Linked DNA regions of Zea mays: region 1 is linked to region 2. Evidence: chromatin contacts called from public Hi-C data. All regions are on one chromosome and are shown on one strand. Each heading gives the region's core, a stretch centred on a gene start, on an enhancer-like site or on the middle of the called end of the contact. The rest is flanking DNA. Distances are from core to core; before and after follow the strand shown. Region 1 holds the start of LOC100283417. Region 2 holds the start of LOC100286011.

Region 1 (6,079 bases), core at 2,487-4,986, 320 kb after region 2:
GCGACTCATCGGTTTAACCATATCCTCATTTTTCATAAGTCCAGCCTCAGTAGAAGCATCCTTATAACGTTAACCCCTGATGGTAGCGCAGCAAGGAAATGAGCATACTATCCAGAGCTTAAAAGCAGTTAGCTAGCTTTAGGTAGCTGAGTGTTTTCAGTATTGGACATTGTCAGATTGGCATGACACAGACTACAGAAATAGCTACCATTTGGTAGTTTTCGACATAAAAACAACGCACCATTCGAATGACTGCTAGCAAAATCCCACCATAATAGCACCATTTGAAAGAGGAAGTTTTTTTTCTATAGAACAAATCAGAATCTAACTTACAAAGAACTCGCATATGTAGATTAAATATCCAATCATTTTTATTTACTTTTAGCTATATGGATAAACTCACTAGGCAGTTGTTTCTGCGCTGAACATGGTTTTTTTTTCTCAGGAGGGTCACAAACACATGATTGTTTGGTCGAATGGAATTGGCAGACAACAAGTAGGAGTTAGAGTTAGTGTATTCATCGTTGTTTAGTAATTCATATTCATCTGACAAGAAAGATCTACATTATAAAATAACCATGAATTCTTTGATTACTCTATAATGCTACTTGTTTTTCCTAACGTTAACTTGTCATGAGTGCTTGGCAAATCCAAGATATTTATCTTTTTTCCCAAACCTTGTGTTGACTGTGTGACATCCATAACAAATCGCTAAAATGTTCTCTTCATGCCATAGTCTAACCTGTTGAATGGGGTTCCATGGGAGCACCTCTCAATTTTGGAACCTGATTATCTATACGAAAATTGAACATTCCAAATAATAAGAAATTGATTTGTATAGATTTGCACATACCTTGAGCACTTGAAAGGGAGAGAGATTTAGGCAGAGGCAAAAGACGCCACCTTATCAAGGTGCGTGATCTATCTTACCCCTTGATCACCCAATTCTATAAGCTATAAATAACAAGTGTACCATCGATCAGTTTCTAAGCCATAGCATCTATCAGTCATCAGTGTTTCAAACCAACGAACTTACACACAAATCTGATCTTACTACATATAGCTTGAACAAGGTAGTACCTCACGTCACTGGTGATCTTGAACACAGCTTCCCCTCGCAGTGTCAATATTTCCTCACGTAGCGGGTCTGCAGAGACATGCACACAAACATGTTAGGTAGGAGCAGGCACACTGAATGAAGCAGGAAGGAATTTGAAGAGAAAGAGAGAGGGCGGGCGGGCGGCGGCATACGACGTTGGGGTCGGCGCGGAAGAGCTGCACGAACCGCTCCACGAACTCGGCAGCACGCCTAGCTCCTGCTCGAACCGCCTCTGGAAGGCAATGTTCCCGATGAGCGGGCCCTCGAAGGAGAACACGCACACCAGCGCCACCCTGCTGTCGCCCGACGACACATTGGCACGTGTCTCCACGACGTCGAAGGCGCACAACATCGCCAACGTGCTGCCTAGGCTATGGCCCTTGACCGTCACGCTCACCTACTCGCCCCGCATGTGGTACGCTCACCTATGGATTCAGTACACCCAAAAAGGCTCCAAATCATTATACATCGGTTAACAATTTGTAGCCCTGATCCCATGGGACACATTGTACCTAGTACGGTGCAACCTACAAATGAAGAATATGAGAATTTTGTGTGTTGCGAAATTTCACCAGAGATATAAATACACCCTTCAAATGATGTTCGATCAAAGGGCAGGACAGGAGTAAGAGAATTAAGAGGGCTAAAGAACTAGTGAAGCCTAGCAAGCGAAAGCCACCTATATAGATCCATTTGCAGTGAATATTAGCTGAATGTTGGCTCTGTATTTTGCTTGAATGTTAGTTGAATGATGGATGTCACTTTTGCCTGAATATTGGCTTTGAGTATTGCTTGAATGATAGCTGGATTGGCTCTGTAGTTTGCTTCAATATTGGTTCAATGTTGGCTCTAAATTTTACCATTGAATGTTAGCTGAACGGTGCTCATTTGACTTATTTAATTAAACATTGATCAGCACGAACAACATTGGCTCAATTTTTTTTACTGAAACATAATAATCGTTACAAAATCAATTTCTGATCAAAATCAAAATGAACAAGTCGCACTTTGTTCCTCGTATCACATTTTAAAGTTACAAGCTCCACATGAGCTAGAACCATCAGCTACAAAGAATAGTGAACTATAAACATTTCACAATACGTGTGTACCGCGATTTAGAAAGGCTCCATCTTCTTCAGGCTCCCTGTTTGCATTGGGAGGGTCAGCAGTACAAAAGCATGCTATCTTCAGACTCCCAGCCATGGAGAGGAGCGTGCAACGGCACGCTGTGGCGGTGGGAGAGGATTTGTCCATCCGCGAGCCTGAAGATGTGCGCGACCGCACCGTGGCCCCGCGCGGCGACAGCCACCAGCGTCGCGGCAACCAGCCGCTGCGAGGAGCTTGCGGACGGCTGCGAGTTGTCAACGTGTGTTAGCGCTAGGGATGGAAGAGAAGGAGAGTAGACACAAAGTGGCGGCTGCAGGAGGAAGATAGGTTAGCGACGAAGTGTTTCTTTCTGTTTGTTCTCTGATTTTCGATGCCCGTTTACGGTTCCAGCGTATGTATATATCCCATATTACAGATCGGCCCAGCCAGCCATCAATTGATCCATTCCGGCCCAGTTACTCGGACGCTACCGTGCTTGATACGCTGAGGCCGCCCTGAGACACAGGGCCGACCCTGAGGGGTGCGGAGGGTACGGCCGTACCGGGCCTCCAAAAATAGAGGGCCCCTTAGCTACTGGACGGTAGCATTTTTTGTTAAACCTATCTATTCTAGACACAAATACGTAAAGAGCGATGTGATATCGAGTTATCGACTAATCTCATTTATATTGTTAAACTAACGTCTCAATTACTTATCGAATACTTTATCTGTTTCAAAATAGTATTTGGTTTAACTCTTAATTTTTATGTTTATATTGATGATGTAAATCCACTAGAGAAGCAAAACAAATTTTATTTTGATATAGAGAGAGTATTATAAACTATACATATGATGGTTGCTTCGGTAGAGAGAAGCTTTTTAAAATTTAATTTTTTAATGAACTATTTATGGTCAATAATAACTCAAGAGAGGTTAAATAGTTTGGCGATTCTATATATCGAAAAAAGTTATCGGATGAGATTGATCTTGATGATATAAGCGATGACTTTGTATCACAAAATGTTAGAAGATATTTTTAATAATATCATATAATAAGTAAGTGTTTTTTGCTATATTTTACATCTGTTATCTTATAAACTTCAAAAATGAGCATAATAATTTTTATACATTAAATATTCGATAATATATATATAATTATATATATTTGTGTGTGAATGGAGCCTCTATATTGAATTTCGCATTGTGCCTCTGAAAAGGCAGGAGCAGGAACGGCCCTGCTGAGACATCGCCTCCTTCTGTCTTCACCGTCGGATCCTTCTCGCCATGGTTCCTATGTCTTCCGGTACAGCGGAGCTGACAACGTGATCAACGGCTTGTGGGCGGTGGACGACGATGTCGGGGGCGGCGAGGTCATCGACGGCGAGGTCGGTGGCTCCGTCCGATCCGAGTGTCTGCGTTAGGGGAGAGAGGGTCAGAGAAAGCAAGTGCAAGGGGGTTTTCGTGAAATTGGAATGCCAACAAGGAGCAGGTGCGGAGGGGCTTTTATGTAATATTCGCGCTGACCGTTGATTATGAGATGGAAGGCCAGGATCAAATTTGTGCATTTGTGCACTGTCCTTGTGCACCTGATACGAAGACTTTGGAACACTCTAGAACCCTACTCGATTGGATTTAAACCCGGGTTTGGGTGGCGTCGCCTTTCATCATTTCCCCCCTCGTGCTCTCTCTCGAACCTTCTTCCAAAGCACCCGAACCCTAGTGATCTCGGAACCCTAGCCGCGCGCGGATCTCGGCTTTTCCCCTTCCTCCACGCCAGCCATGGACGAGGACTTCGAGATGCCTCCCGCCGGCGCCGATGAGATGATGGGCGACGACGAGATGGGCGACTTCGGCGGCGACGAGGGCCCGGTGATGAAGGTGGGCGAGGAGAAGGAGGTCGGCAAGGAGGGGCTCAAGAAGAAGCTGCTCAAGGAGGGCGAGGGCTGGGAGACTCCCGAGGTCGGCGACGAGGTTGAAGGTATCCTGCCCCCGGTTCCTCCCATGCTGCACTTGTATCTCTGTTAGTGTGATGCGGTCAGTGAGACTCGCCCAGTTCTGGCTGCGAGTTAGCTGATGGAATTCGGGTTCTCTTGGGTTTCGTGTCAATTTATTGTTCCTTGTCACCTTGATGACTCTTCCTTACTTACCCATGATAATATTTCAGTGCATTACACGGGCACGCTCCTTGATGGGACAAAATTCGACTCAAGCCGTGATCGTGGAGAACCCTTCAAGTTCAAGCTTGGACAAGGTAAATTTCTTCCTCCCCCTGAGGTTATTTCTTCTGTCTCGTTTGAATTTTAAATATGGATTTGGAAGTAGCATTAACCTTGTAATGGTAAAACAGTTCAAAGTTATCAATCTTTCGTTAGTTAGATAAGTAGTTTTGATCACATCGTCTTGTTCCATTGATATCATGGATACTGCCAGTGGACACTTACTGTATCTATGAAATTGATGTAAAGTTGTGAGTGCTTGGTAGTGTCTTCACTTGCCTATAACGAAGTATTTCGTGGCTGTGTTTCTGTTTCTGTTTGTCGCAGAATAATGCCTACTCCGTGTAGATATAGATATGACCCCAAGCGATGCTTACATCGGTATAAGGGGCTATGATGTTTGAAAAACATGCTGATGATTGAGTAAATTCTAGCTTGGAGATCATCCTGTTTCTCTCTTGCCTCTTTGTTGACATTGCCAAGTTGAAAAATAATGCTCATTAACTATTTTGTCAATGCCCAGGTCAAGTGATAAAGGGTTGGGATCAAGGAATCAAGACCATGAAGAAAGGAGAAAATGCTATTTTTACCATTCCTCCAGAGCTGGCTTATGGAGCATCTGGTTCACCTCCAACTATCCCACCCAATGCAACCCTGCAGTTTGATGTTGAGCTGCTTTCATGGACCAGTGTCAAAGACATTTGCAAAGATGGCGGCATATTCAAGAAGATCCTTAAAGAGGGAGAGAAATGGGAGAACCCAAAGGATCCTGATGAAGTACTTGGTAATTTTTTTGCTTATTGCGACACTTTTCATAGAGCTGATTTATTTGGTTCCTATAACTTATACTCTCCTTGCTCTTGTAGTGAAATATGAGGCCCGTCTGGAAGATGGTACTGTTGTATCCAAGTCTGAGGGGGTTGAGTTTACTGTGAAAGATGGTAACCCTCTTATGTTCTGTCTTCACATGGTCTTCTGAAGATTTTTGTGCCTATCGGTTGTTTTCTAACTACTGTATTGCCAGGCTACTTTTGTCCTGCCCTGGCCAAAGCTGTCAAAACCATGAAAAAGGCAGAGAAGGTGCTCCTTACAGTAAAGCCACAATGTGAGATTCCATTTCAAAGTTTGATTATTCTTCTGTAGTTACATGTCTATTTTCTCTGAATTATGACACTTATTTGAACTTCCTCACTTCAAATGCAGATGGATTTGGTGAGAAGGGTAGACCAGCAGCTGGAGAGGAAGGTGCTGTGCCGCCAAATGCTTCGCTGCTCATTGACCTTGAGTTGATTTCATGGAAGACTGTCACAGAAATTGGGGATGATAAGAAAATCCTTAAGAAGGTTCTCAAGGAGGGAGAAGGTTATGAGCGTCCCAACGAGGGTGCTGTTGTTGAAGGTATGCTCAAGTGGTCAAAGTACTTAATTGTAATGATGCTAGTAGCTGTTGGTTCTTGACTCCTTTCAGTTGATTAGGTTTATCTTGCACTCACTAAATTATGTTTACTGTTGGCAGTCAAAATTATCGGAAAGCTTCAGGATGGCGCGGTGTTTACAAAGAAGGGGCATGACGAAGAGCCATTTAAATTCAAGACCGATGAAGGTAAGAACATCCTTTTGTCTTTATATGGGGCTCTTGGCCTATCAGTAAAAATAATAATTCAGGAAATCGACTTGAT
Region 2 (6,118 bases), core at 2,194-4,693:
GCCTTGCGGGGGCGTGGCTACCTTTTGCCGTTTGATTTTTTGGTTTCTTGGCTGTTACGCTTATCCTAACCGATCGCTATAAAATCTCAACTGATTGCGAGATTTTCGTGGGCGGATAAGCACGGGGTCGCGGACTTGGCCCTATAAAAGGAGCCCGACAGCCAACCTCCAAATCATCCCAAATCCCAGTTTCGCTTTCGCCTCTCTTCATATCTGAGCCGCCTTTTAGTTCCCTTCGTCCCGACCGCAGAGGTGCATTTGCGATCAGGAGAGCAGGTCTCCGGAACCCTTTGTCTTCTAGATCCTGCACCGGGAGAGAGCGAATAAGGTTTTTGGGAAGCGTCTTCACGCGACTGCTCGTGATCTGCTGACCTCGTCGACCCTGCTGATTTCGCTACTTCGACATCGTCGACCCTGCTGATTCCGACGCGTGCCATCTATCAGTAAGTCTAATCAGTACGCATCATCTGATTTGGCTTGTTATTTCAGTTCTTCTGATTTGGTCATGATTTATATTCGGAATTTAAACTGGAATTTGTCTAATTATTCAACAGCCACACTACTTTCCCGGTATTCCAGTAAAGAGGGCAACGCTGTTCGCACTCTCCAGTGAACAGAAACAGCTCCTCTCTCTCTCTCCCTTCTGCGGTATGTGACACGGGTGTAAGTGTAACGTAACAGCAAACAAAGAGTCAAACCTTGTATTACAGTTTACAAGCAAGCCCCCACCCGCCACCCAAAAAAAATGAAAAAGCATCATCTCCGGTTCAAATCCAACCCGATCCAATAATGTACCGCTACCCCCCGAACCACTTCTAGCAGCACCCGAACCGGCTCCCCTGCTTCTGCTCGTCTTTTGAGTCGCCGTCGATGCTCACCCTGTTGAGGGACAGCTCGGCCTTGTACGAGTCCGAGTTCAGGACCTTGCGGCTCACGTTGCTGTAGATCTCCCTGATCACGATCTCGAAGGCCGTCCTCACGTTGGTGGCGTCCAGGGCCGACGTCTCCATGAAGAAGAGGCCCTCGGCCTCGGCCAGCGCCTTGCCTTCCTCCACGGGCACCTGGCGGATGTCGCCCAGGTCGCACTTGTTGCCCACCAGCATCTTGGCCACCGTCGTGTCCGAATGTGCTGCGTTGGTTTCCAAAGATAGGTTGGTTACTCCGGTGAAAGGAAATGAAGAACATAATGCGTTAGTTGTAGGATCTTCAGGAGACAGCGCCTGGGTACATATACATGTGACAGATATGAATTTGTTGTGAATGTGGCATTTGGCATACATGCATTCCAAGCTGTGAAGGGCACTGACCAGAAGAACATAACCGCACATACTTGTATGTAATGGCATGGGGTACAGATTATAGTGTACAACATACATGTAAAGGTTAATTTCTCCGGAACAATTGGACGTGTCACGATCTCAATCAAGCACCATTGAAGCTTTTCCGTAAGTGTGATGTGATTAAAAGATCAAAGGATGCCATTAGTACCAGGAATGGTACAGGAAACAAAGACTAAGATCATCCCCATTCATGCATGCTCCTTACGCAAGAATGGGTGGTACTGAGCAAATTGCGCTGTCCGACCCAATAGCATTCTGATTCTCTTTGACATGCAAAGTAGCTAGAAAGAGCACTACTTGCTCTTAAAGAATGCACTGTGTTCTTAAACGGTGCAAACAGCAGCTACAATTCAGGTCTTTGTTCCTGCCCCTCAGCAAACAGCGTGGTAACCACCCTCCCATCACCTCACTGCCCCTGCCAATAAGAACCCTACCACCATGGCTGAAAGCCGCAAAAATCACCACACCGCGTTTGCATAATCGTTTTGATTTCTAGCCACCATCAGCAGTCCTGCCAACACATCTCTGGAGACTGGAGTCCATCGTTCTAAGCCTTGTGGTTCTTATCCGATCCCCCCGCACCCCAAGCTCAACGCCAAGCCCTAATCCAGTAATCCCACCTCCTACTCCAATTGACCGACAAAGTCATGGCAAAAAGTGCATGTTCTACTGGCTGTAAAGCAGTCCGTGTAGCAATTATGCCCTCTGGGAGTCTGGGACAAGGTAAGCATCGTGCTTCCTCATCGAGGCCTCATTAAGTCACTAGAGACCCTAGGCAATTAGCAACTGAACTTCCACACAGAACTGCAGGAAGACAACAAGTACTACAAACATCTTAATCATGACTGGTCCCAAACTTCTCGAATATAAACATCTCCTTAAATCTTACGTCAAACAACAAAAAGAAGATCTCCTTAATCAGAAGTGCTTACAACTTCTGAAATTTGCGACCACAAGTACCTTGACACACAATTTAGTCTACCACTTCCGATTTCGAAGCCTACCTTGCACAATACTACTAATTCTAACGGAAGTGGTCCTACGCATTCATTCATGGAATGTTCCACAACAAGCGAGACAGCAGGATCCAGATCCAGACTAGGTCGCTCAATCCATCCGGCCTAGCACTTGCCGTGTCCTCTTTCCCTCTTTCTTACCATCTAAAGAACACCTGATGCAATCAGGGCATCTATCTACAAGCTACATCAAGCGAAAGTGACGACAGTTCTTATTTCCCCCAAATATCCGAGTGGATTCTGCGGCCACGCTAAAATGCGCGCCCCTTTCCACGAAACCCACCCCCCAGATCTACGCGACCCTAGCACCGTACCAGTCATAGGCATTCACTGAGTGCAAGCAGTGCCAAAAGCAAGCAACAGCGATCAGAGGATGAGAAGAGCGCAGCGTCGGGGCACGTACTGTTGAGCTCCTGGAGCCAGCGGCCGACGTTGTCGAAGGTGGAGCGGCGGGTAATGTCATAGACGAGGAGCGCGCCGAAGGCGCCGCGGTAGTAGGCGGAGGTGACGGCGCGGAAGCGCTCCTGGCCGGCGGTGTCCCAGATCTGGGCCTTGACCTCCTTGCCTTCGATGGCCATGCTCTGCGTCTGGAACTCCACCCCGATGGTGGCCTTGGAGTGGGGGTTGAACTCGTTGCGCGCGTAGCGGGACAGCAGGTTGCTCTTCCCCACCGCGCTGTCGCCGATGATCACCACCTTGAAGAGGTACTCCTCCGCCTCCCCGTCCGGCTCGTCCCCCATCGCGCCGCCCACTTCCCTCCGGTGGCTGGTGCTACTCCGCAGCTAGCTAGCTGCCGCCACCGCCTGGCTCGTGGGCCGTGCCGCCGTATCGTACGGGGAGAATGCGCAGCGCGAGATTTGTAGCGGGTTTGGACTCTGGAGGCGCTCGCGCGGTGGGTTTTGACCGAACACGAACACTCAGCCACTCAGGTCTAGCAGGTCTTGGGTTAGGTAGGCGCGGCGAAGCACGGAGCAGCGGCGTCTCCACTCGCGCCGCGCTGGGGTGGTGCCGTCGTGAGAGGTGCGAGACCGAGACGAAACGAGACGGGATGAGTGGGAGACCAGTGGGGCGCACGGCGGTGTGCAGCCGTTGGACGCCGCGACCACGCGCGGCTGTTGCATGACGGGTGGGCCGCGGTGGTCGCCACGCGCTCCGTGGGACCGGCTTGTCAGTCCCAACACTGTGCGTCTGTGCAGCTGTGCCGAGTTGTGGAGGAGTGCCTGTCACGCCGCCGCACCCGCACCGCCGGGTCCCGCCTGCCTGCCATAACTTGCGGGCACGCGTGAGCTGGCGCCTGGCGCCTCGTTGTTCGATGGGGGAGTCTGTGGCGGCGAGCCAGAACAAACGTCGATTGGACCAAGGACATGTACAGTGGAATTGGAGTCACACCAAAATGGTTCTTCAAGTATAACACTGTTGCACGATACTCTAAATATAAAACACAACTAAAATATAATATAATACAGTGGACATGTCTAAAACATGTGTCTTACCATATTCATTATACCAATTAAAACATTCAATAAATTAAAATGACCAATCAGCTAGTCTCTTGTCTCGAACATAGAGCTAAGACACTGTGTCTTCGTCAAGATACATGTCTTGTGAGGGACAGATATCCCTCGGATCCACTAGAAGGCTAGAAGGCCTCGCGAACGGCTTTGGATCTATTGTTTCGCAAGGCCATCCCTTCGTAAGCCAGGGGAGAACTGCTGGTAGAATGGGCCGACGCAGGGAATGAGCGAGCACGAGCCAAGGCGGCTCGTGGGGTTTTGAGCGTTATCCACAGCTCTGATTCGATTCTTCCGCGCGACCACCTTGGACATCGGAGGTAAGATTGTGGAAAGATAAATTCGGTCGGTTCACAATTACTTAGGCATACATCGTTATCATACACGCATGTAAGTGCCCCACGGTCGGATATATAAGGCCTAGGGGGCACCCCATCAAAAAAGGTCATTCATCAACCATGTACTCGGTTCTCTAGCATTCTTCATATTAGAGAATTCCTCTGTAACCCATCACATAAAAATTCACACCAGGAAGTAGGGTGTTACGCGTCTCCAAGCGGCCCGAACCTGTAGAAAATTGTCTATCGTCTCTCGTGCGTCTCGCACGAACCATCGAGCTACAATCAGCGACACTGTCCTACCTAAAAGCACCTCGAGGGGCAACCCTGGGTGCGCGGTCGGGCCCCAAACACCGACAGCTGGCGCGCCAGGTAGGGGGTGTGTCGTTGATCCAAGCTAGCTCAATGGCCATCATTTTCCAGTACAAGATCGTTCCCCGCCCTGGATCCGTGTTTTGCTTCGGGACTGTCACGTCTATGGCGAATGAAGAAGGAATTTTGCGTCACATAACGGATCCACCGGAGATAATTTCCGAGAAAGCCGGAACGAGGCAGCAGATAGCTCAACCTCCAGCGCCCCGGACGAAGACTACTTCCTACAAGTCAGGAGTCGAGAATTCATTTACCCGAAGGACCCCGTTGTCCACCTCGTCCACAGAAGAGTGGACACGGGTTACAAGGAAAAACAAAGCAAATGGGATAGAGGCCCGTCAAGCTGCTCTTCCGACACCCTCGCCCTCAAAGAAGGACAGAAAGAAGTTCGTCACCGTAGCTACTCCTTTCTACCCTGACGTCCTCTTCATCAGGGAGAGGGTGGAGTCGTCTCCCATCTCCGACGACGAACCAACCATGCCTAGGGAAGAACCTCCTCAGCGAGAAGCTCGCCGACGGAGGAACCGACGCCGAAATATTCGGTGACATCACGAAGCTGGGGAACGGGATCCGGCACAGCCTATATCCCGAGATGAAATCTCAGAGGTAGGAGAAACCCCTGACGAGCGAGTCTTCAGAGAAAGGAGGAACTCTCGCCGACGTGATCGCCGGCAAGCGCAAGAGCAAGCGAAGCAGGACGCGAGGTTACGCCGAGAGAACCCTCTTTTCACACGAAACCTGAACCCTGACTTCGCCCGCGCAATGAACACACCGAGTGAGGTCGGAGGAGTATTGGCTCGGATAGCTGATGTCCTCCCTCGGACTCCAGACGCAAAAGGCTATCGGCGGCTGCTCACTTTGGTGGCTAATCATCTTCTACCCCTCGCTCATCCCCCGGGCGATCTGCGGCACGCCATCAACAGTCGCTGAGATGCGCGGAGCTGCATCAATGCTTCGCGCGAACGACGACACGAGAATGAGATACGACGCCGAGAGGAGTAGGATCGGGACCACAGCGTCCCGACATGAAATCATGCCATTAGAGTTGAGTCAGCAACGACTTCAACTGGTGGCACAACCCGGGGACGAACAAAACAACACATCAACAACTCCCCTCCTCGGGACCGCACCACAATCGTCGACAGGAGGACACATGTGGAGTATCTGCGCTTACTCTGCGTCTTAGGGCCATCCAGTGGCCCCCAAACTTCAAAGTCTCCAACGTCGACAAATACGAGCCCAAGCAGGACCCTGGAGGCTGGTTAGCCATCTATACGACCGCTGCCCGGGCCGCTGGCGCAACCGAAGACGTAATGACTGCGTACTTGCCCATCATCCTTGAGGCAAGATGCATTGCAATGGCTACGACACCTACCGTGACACTGCATCGATGACTGGAGTGACTTCAGTCGGCGCTTTATCGCCAACTTCCAATCCCTCTCCGACAAACCGGCGCAGCCATGGGACCTCAAATCCATCAGGCGCCGAGGGGATGAAACACTTCGGTCGTACCGCAAGAGGTTTTAGACCATGAGGAATCG

Evidence for each region. A called contact is a pair of places that touch in the nucleus more often than the background predicts.
Region 1: a contact with region 2 is called in a Hi-C map of leaf, with 8 times the contacts expected there. The contact joins the promoter of LOC100283417 here to the promoter of LOC100286011 in region 2. A contact is called at or near these places in 3 of 25 Hi-C or Micro-C datasets (endosperm and leaf).

The regions. Positions count from the first base shown.
Region 1 is chr1:196,664,429-196,670,507 of Zm-B73-REFERENCE-NAM-5.0, forward strand. It overlaps LOC100283417, which reads left to right and starts at 3,737. Exons shown (of 13, transcript NM_001412528.1): 1 at 3,737-4,163; 2 at 4,350-4,436; 3 at 4,925-5,185; 4 at 5,268-5,342; 5 at 5,426-5,524; 6 at 5,605-5,799; 7 at 5,917-6,003. The coding sequence starts at 3,965.
Region 2 is chr1:196,348,374-196,354,491 of Zm-B73-REFERENCE-NAM-5.0, forward strand. LOC100286011 reads right to left here and starts at 3,444. Exons shown (of 2, transcript NM_001158899.2): 1 at 2,760-3,444; 2 at 542-1,129. The coding sequence starts at 3,096. The coding sequence ends at 816.